2 separate regions of the Mus musculus genome follow, and region 2 is linked to region 1. A link is a contact called in public HiChIP or PLAC-seq data. All regions are on one chromosome and are shown on one strand. The core of a region is the stretch at or near the end of the contact, and the rest is flanking DNA. Distances in the headings are between cores, read along the strand shown.

Evidence for each region. HiChIP or PLAC-seq counts read pairs in DNA pulled down with a chosen protein or histone mark.
Region 2: an H3K27ac HiChIP or PLAC-seq map of large pre-B cells shows a contact between it and region 1, with 2.4 times the contacts expected there. The contact joins two enhancer-like sites. A contact is called at or near these places in 2 of 115 datasets of contacts at active chromatin or transcription factors (bone marrow-derived dendritic cells and large pre-B cells).

Annotation. Positions count from the first base shown.
Region 1 is chr4:55,584,653-55,587,515 of GRCm38.p6, reverse strand. All of the region lies in intron 1 of Gm12506 (a long non-coding RNA gene), which reads right to left. All of the region lies in intron 2 of Gm12511 (a long non-coding RNA gene), which reads right to left. Among named protein-coding and RNA genes, the nearest start is that of Gm12511, 14 kb to the right of the region's middle. Within about 2 kb of position 1,500, at least 28 of the 459 cell types and tissues checked have an H3K27ac peak or open chromatin away from gene starts, as enhancers often do.
Region 2 is chr4:55,822,778-55,825,640 of GRCm38.p6, reverse strand. No RefSeq gene overlaps it. Among named protein-coding and RNA genes, the nearest start is that of Gm34482, 130 kb to the left of the region's middle. Within about 2 kb of position 1,435, at least 34 of the 459 cell types and tissues checked have an H3K27ac peak or open chromatin away from gene starts, as enhancers often do.

The DNA of each region.
Region 1 (2,863 bases), core at 251-2,750:
ACATCCAGTCAGTAAATCATGCAACCCGTGGACTTGATCGCTGGACTATGGAACTGCAGAGAAAGACAAGAAGCATGAAGCAGAGAACGAAGGCAATAGGCAACTGCATGGAAAATACATAGATAAGACTATCTAGGGATGAAGTCTGATATGAAACAGTAAGTGTGGTGCACCAGGGTTGTAGCTCAATTGGGAGAAAGCTTGCCTACAATGCACAAAGCTCTGGGTTCCATTCCAGATTGGAATGGTGGTTCATCCCTCAAGTCCCAGCCCTTGATAGAAGGAGAAAGGACCATCTGAGGTACAAGGTCTTCCTTGGCTACATAGCATATTTGAGGCCATCCTGTGTATATTTACATTACATATTTGAGACCTTGACTCAATTTTTTAAATTAAAAACAGGAAATTATGCCAAGTCCCTACTGGTTTTGACTGTATTCACTCTGGGCTAACTACTTTACATGGCTATAACAAAAACTAGCTAGTTATTTTTGTCTGATTTGTTGTTGGTTTTGTTTTACAGTGTGTAGACCAGGCTGGCCTCAGATTGCACAAGTATTTGAGGATGACCTTGAACTTTGGATTCTCCTGCCTCCATCTCCTGTGTTCTGGGGTTATAGGTGTCACTACCACACCATCTTAGTGTGGTAATAGGATGGGAACTCAGCATCTAATACCTGCTAGGGGAGCACTCTGCCAAGAGAATTCCATTAGAAGCCCCTGAACTATCTCATACCATAGCACTATTTAAAGTTTCCAAAATATCACATACAAAAGAAAACTATTCAGGCTAAAAATTTGCATAGTTCAGGGTTTCTTAAAAGCTGCTGCTGCAAGATTCCGGTACTTGTAAGGCCAGCCCTAGCATTTTCGTGGCTGGAGGATCATGGTGGTCTTTTCTGAATTCCCAGAAATAATTAAGTCAATGAATGGAATTTTCTCAAATGTAAATTCTCCCATGATCCCCCCCTCACCCCACCCCCAACCTCTGGCAACTGCCACCACACTTCTGCTCACAGATGACAAGAATGAAGACTTCACCAACAGTCACAGAAACCGCTGGGGCAGCTGGTCACAGCCTAGGAGACTGTGTTTGTGGTTTTCAGCCTTTACCACAGCATGGAAGGCAGTCATATTTTCTGCTCTCAGAATCACTTCACGTCCTGTGATGGAGCAAACAACAGTCACTCCTGACCATTTCCCATGGGCATCAAGATGGCAGTTGCTGAAGGCTGCCCTCTGTAGAGATGGGAGCTAAGCTGAGCCCTCCCGCACCTTCCTTGGGTTTTCTTATGGATGAGAAAAACCCAAAGGGTGACATGTGTAGGGGCTGACAGGAGAAGCTACAGTCTTCTTAGATAGCTGACACTTAGTCTGTGCCTTGTCTGATGCTTTTCCTGACAACAGCCACACAACTCCCAACCCCAATCATCCCTGCCCCCATACTGGCTTGAAGAAGAACTACTTAAAACTTTCCTGGACTCGGGAGATGACTCAGTCGTCACCTTTGCAAGTGTGGGGATCTGATTCAATCCTCAGAGCTCACAGAAAACTACTCGGTATGGTGGTACTTGTAATCCAGGTGATGGGGAGGTAGATACAGGAGGGTTCCCAGGGCTAGCTGGCTAGTCAGTCCAGCCTAATTGGTCAAGGAGGGGCAGCACGTCAAAAAGAAAGAGAGTGGATAGTACCTGAAGATGAGACTCAAGGTTAGCCTCATGCCTCTGCACACATGCACATTTGTACATACTTATATGCATAGTGCATTTTTAAGTTTTTCATTAAAATAAAAGTATTTTTCTACTCCAAGGATAATCCAGGTACCCATAGACTCAGCAAGTCTCCCGCCACATCACCAGTATGTTTGTTAGAAATTCAGGTTGCCAACACATCCTACCCACAAGGGATTAGAATCTGTCCTTTTATAAGCTGACCCAGTGACCTGCAGTACCCATGCTTTGAGAAGCTCTAGGCAGAGCTGGTAACGTCTTCTGTAGCTTCCCTATTTGTAGAGAGCAAACCCAACACAGTCATCTGGTCCCAGCCTTCCTACCTAGTCTCTTCTGAATGAATTCTCACATTTTCCATTCTCTGAAGGCCACAAAGCTATGATGGCTTGTATATGCGGGCCAGGGAGTGGCACTATTAGAAAGTGTGACCCTGTCGGAGTAGGTGTATTACTGTGGGTGTGGCCTTTAAGACCCTCATCCTAGCTGCCTGGAAGCCAGTATTCTGCTAGCAGCCTTCAGATGAAGATGTAGAACTCTCAGCAATTCCTGCATCATGCCTGCCTAGATGCTGCCATGTTCCTGTCTTGATGATAATAGACTGAACCTCTGAACCTGTAAGCCAGCCCCAATTAAATGTTGTCTTATAGGATTTGCCTTGGTCATGGTGTCTGTTCACAGCAGTCAAACCCTAACTAAGAGAAAAGCCTAGCTGTTTCTGTGCTCTACTCCCTATCTGATACCTTTCCATAAAGAGTGACATTATACAAGTCAGGTCACATCTTCCTCCAGGAAGCCCTCTAGGATTCTTCTTAAGACACTTTCCACTTCTCTGTTCCACTAATTTGCAGGGTGTGTGTGTGTGTGTGTGTGTGTGTGTGTGTGTGTGTGTGTGTGTGTGTGTGTAAGTGTCTGTGGCTGTATGAGTCTGTATCTATGTATCTGTGTATTTATGTTCCTGTATTTATCTGTGTGTGTCTGTGTGAATCTCTATGTGTGTGTCTGTATCTGTGTATTTCTGTGTGTATCTGTGTGTATATCTGTGTGTGCGTGCGTGTGTGTGTGTGTGTGTGTGTGTGTGTGTGTGTGTGTGTGTACATGTATGTACCCTTCTAGGCACCAACAGCCTCATGTGT
Region 2 (2,863 bases), core at 186-2,685, 240 kb before region 1:
AAGTGTCTCCAGCTGTCTGGAAAACACTGCGAGATCAAGGACCCAGGCAGTCCTTGACATCTAATGGGTACCACTTTGAGGCAAGTCCACTCCAAAGTTCTGTGGGTCCTTTAACCTTTTAAGTCCGTTGGTGGGAGGGGCCTTCCTAACCTCTCTCCTTTTATCTATTCTCTGTCTCCCCTTTCTCCTTTGCTTCCTTGACCATACAATGGTGGGTTATACCAAACCCACAAATTCCAAGCTATATGTAGCACCGAGTGGCTGTTTGTCCCTAAAATACCACGTCGCTGACTACAGCAAACACTAATTACAAGCTTTATCTAATCACTGTTGTGTGACCGGTCATTTTTGGTTTCCAAAAATGACAATGAGTGGCATGCTTCTGCAGCTGGTGGGGTTTCAGATCTCAAGTGCACACAGATGTGCATGGAATTGAGCACCCCAAGTGACCAACTCAGAAAGGGAAATGGGACAAAGAAGAGAGGAAGCACAGAGAGGCAGGTTTTGCTGCTAAAGACCTCACGAACAGTTCAGGCTTGCCATGTTGTACTAACCCCACCCAGAAAATGCAAGTCAGCATTCTTCTCCCTGATATGCACTCTGCTAATGCAATTGGTGACACCAGAGATGCCACTGAATGACCATACCACAGACTGGAGGAAATAAAGTTTGTCTCTAATTTGTTGACTAGTTTGGGGTTTACAATCAGTTGTTTCTTCCTCAGTGATCCCTTCTTTCTTCCCAAAAAAGTAGAATGTAACAGTATCAAAGAAGCAATGCTGAGCATGAGGTCTGGTACCTTTGTGAGCTTATGACCATGACCTTGAGTAGGCTGGCCTACTCATTATTCTGCATGATCTTGCAAATAAGGTGGTGGCTAATAATACGCATTTGCCCTGGCCAATGAGACACGAGAATGAAGGTGGACAGGCAAAGGTTCTTGTAACCATTCAGCTGGTGTAGCCTCATCAGAACTAGCTTGAGAGCTCCTCACTCATGTTCACTGCCATGAATGTAGGCTGTCAGTTGCTCGGGAACAGGCAGAAAAAGGCCTCATGATGACCTTGGCCTGGGATCAGAGTGTCAAACACTGCCGCTCAAAATAAACCAGTATTCCACAGAGGTTCCAGAGCACATGTGCACACTTGGAAGGCAACTCCTCTCCATGTTTTAAATAGCCCAGAGATGGGCTTGAAGAAGATGCTGTGTCAAAACATAGAAGCACTTAGGAAAACAAGACCCTTTCAAACCCTACATTCCTCTCCACCATGATTCTCTTCTCACAGCAGTCCGTTGTATAGAGTAGTTGAGCTCTTGCTGTTGGCTGTGCTGTGGCAAGGGCCTGGCTTGCCAGGGCCAGCAGAGGGGAGGAGAGGCATAGAGGATCCTCGGGTGGCTGAGTGTGTAGCAACGGTGAGCCAGAGCGCAGACTGACTTTCACTTCCTTAAGCTATAAATAAAGCAGTGTTGTCCCCTTTAGCTTAATCTCGTCTTTGTACCCTCCTCTGAGTGAGTCCTTTAAGAAAAAAATGGAGTGAGAACATCAACTCTAACTCATTCCCCACCACCATCCTGAAAAGAGATGTTGATGGGCTCAGCTTGTTCCCTTCCAACTCTGCAGTTCTGCTCCGTCGAGGTCCATTCTTCCTGGCAAGTGGGTTGGAATAAGGACAGACACAGAGGAGCATTTTTGTCCTTACCTGCCATCCTATTTGAGACAAGTTCTCCTTCTGCACATGTCCATTGGAGTAAGAGTTAACCATGCATCCACGTGGCTTATCCTGTACCACACTGAGAAAGGGATATGAGCTCTGAGGCAGTACACAGGGCTGGGGAGGTAAGGGCAAAGTGCTTGCCTTGTAAGTATGAGGATCTGAAGCCACATACAGAAGTCAAGCATAATGGCATGTGGTTATAACCCTGGTGCAAGGGTGGTAGATACAGAAAGGGATTCATTGTCCAGCCAGCCTAGGCTATTCAGTGAACTCCAGGCACCAGGAAACTATCTCAACAGCCAAGGTAGACAGCTCCTGGGGAATGACATATGATACAGTCCTCTTACATACATGCATGCTTGTGTGCACGCATGTGTGGATGTACACACACACACACACACACACACACACACACACACACACACACATTCACACACCTAAACTCAGATCCTACCATAAGATATTTACACTTAAGAATTTCACATTCCACCTTCATTTCATCCTTAGGGCGATCCTATGATGTCAGTGTTTTTAGTTTCATTTTAGCCACAGTGAAACTCAGATTTAGAGATAATGTCATTCACCTGAGGCATTTCTTTGTTTCCCCCAACGGCTAGGAAACTCAAGGTCAAATGTGGCCAGAAAGAACTACTCAAACGGTTTATATTTGTTTTGCTGTCATTCTTGAGTCTGTTTTCCCTGCCCCTACTATCTTCATAATTTCTACTTTTATTTCCTATAGTTATAAAGAAACTTTAGAGCCTCTTTGGAAGAGTGAGATATCAACGTATTAGTGAGTGATAACTGGCCAGTAGCAGTCAAGATGAGAACTCAGACTATAGATGCCTCAGCCAGCTGTCGTTCCTAATGTTCTCTTGCTTACAAGTAGCCTGATGGCTTGGGAAACAGACATGTTCTATGGTGACCAAGAGACCAAAGGGAACTGAACATCTCCACAGCTGCTTGGATTCTGGCTGGGACCTGGATGGACATCAGGAAGCAAAGAAAACCTGTAGCCCTTCAGTTTATCCTGCTGGTGAGAAGTCAAGAGACCCAAGGATGGAATCTTCAAAAGAACAAAGAAAGAGAAGCTGCTGACATGGGATAATATGTCTCTCTAGGATCACTTTGGGAACAGACAAGGACTT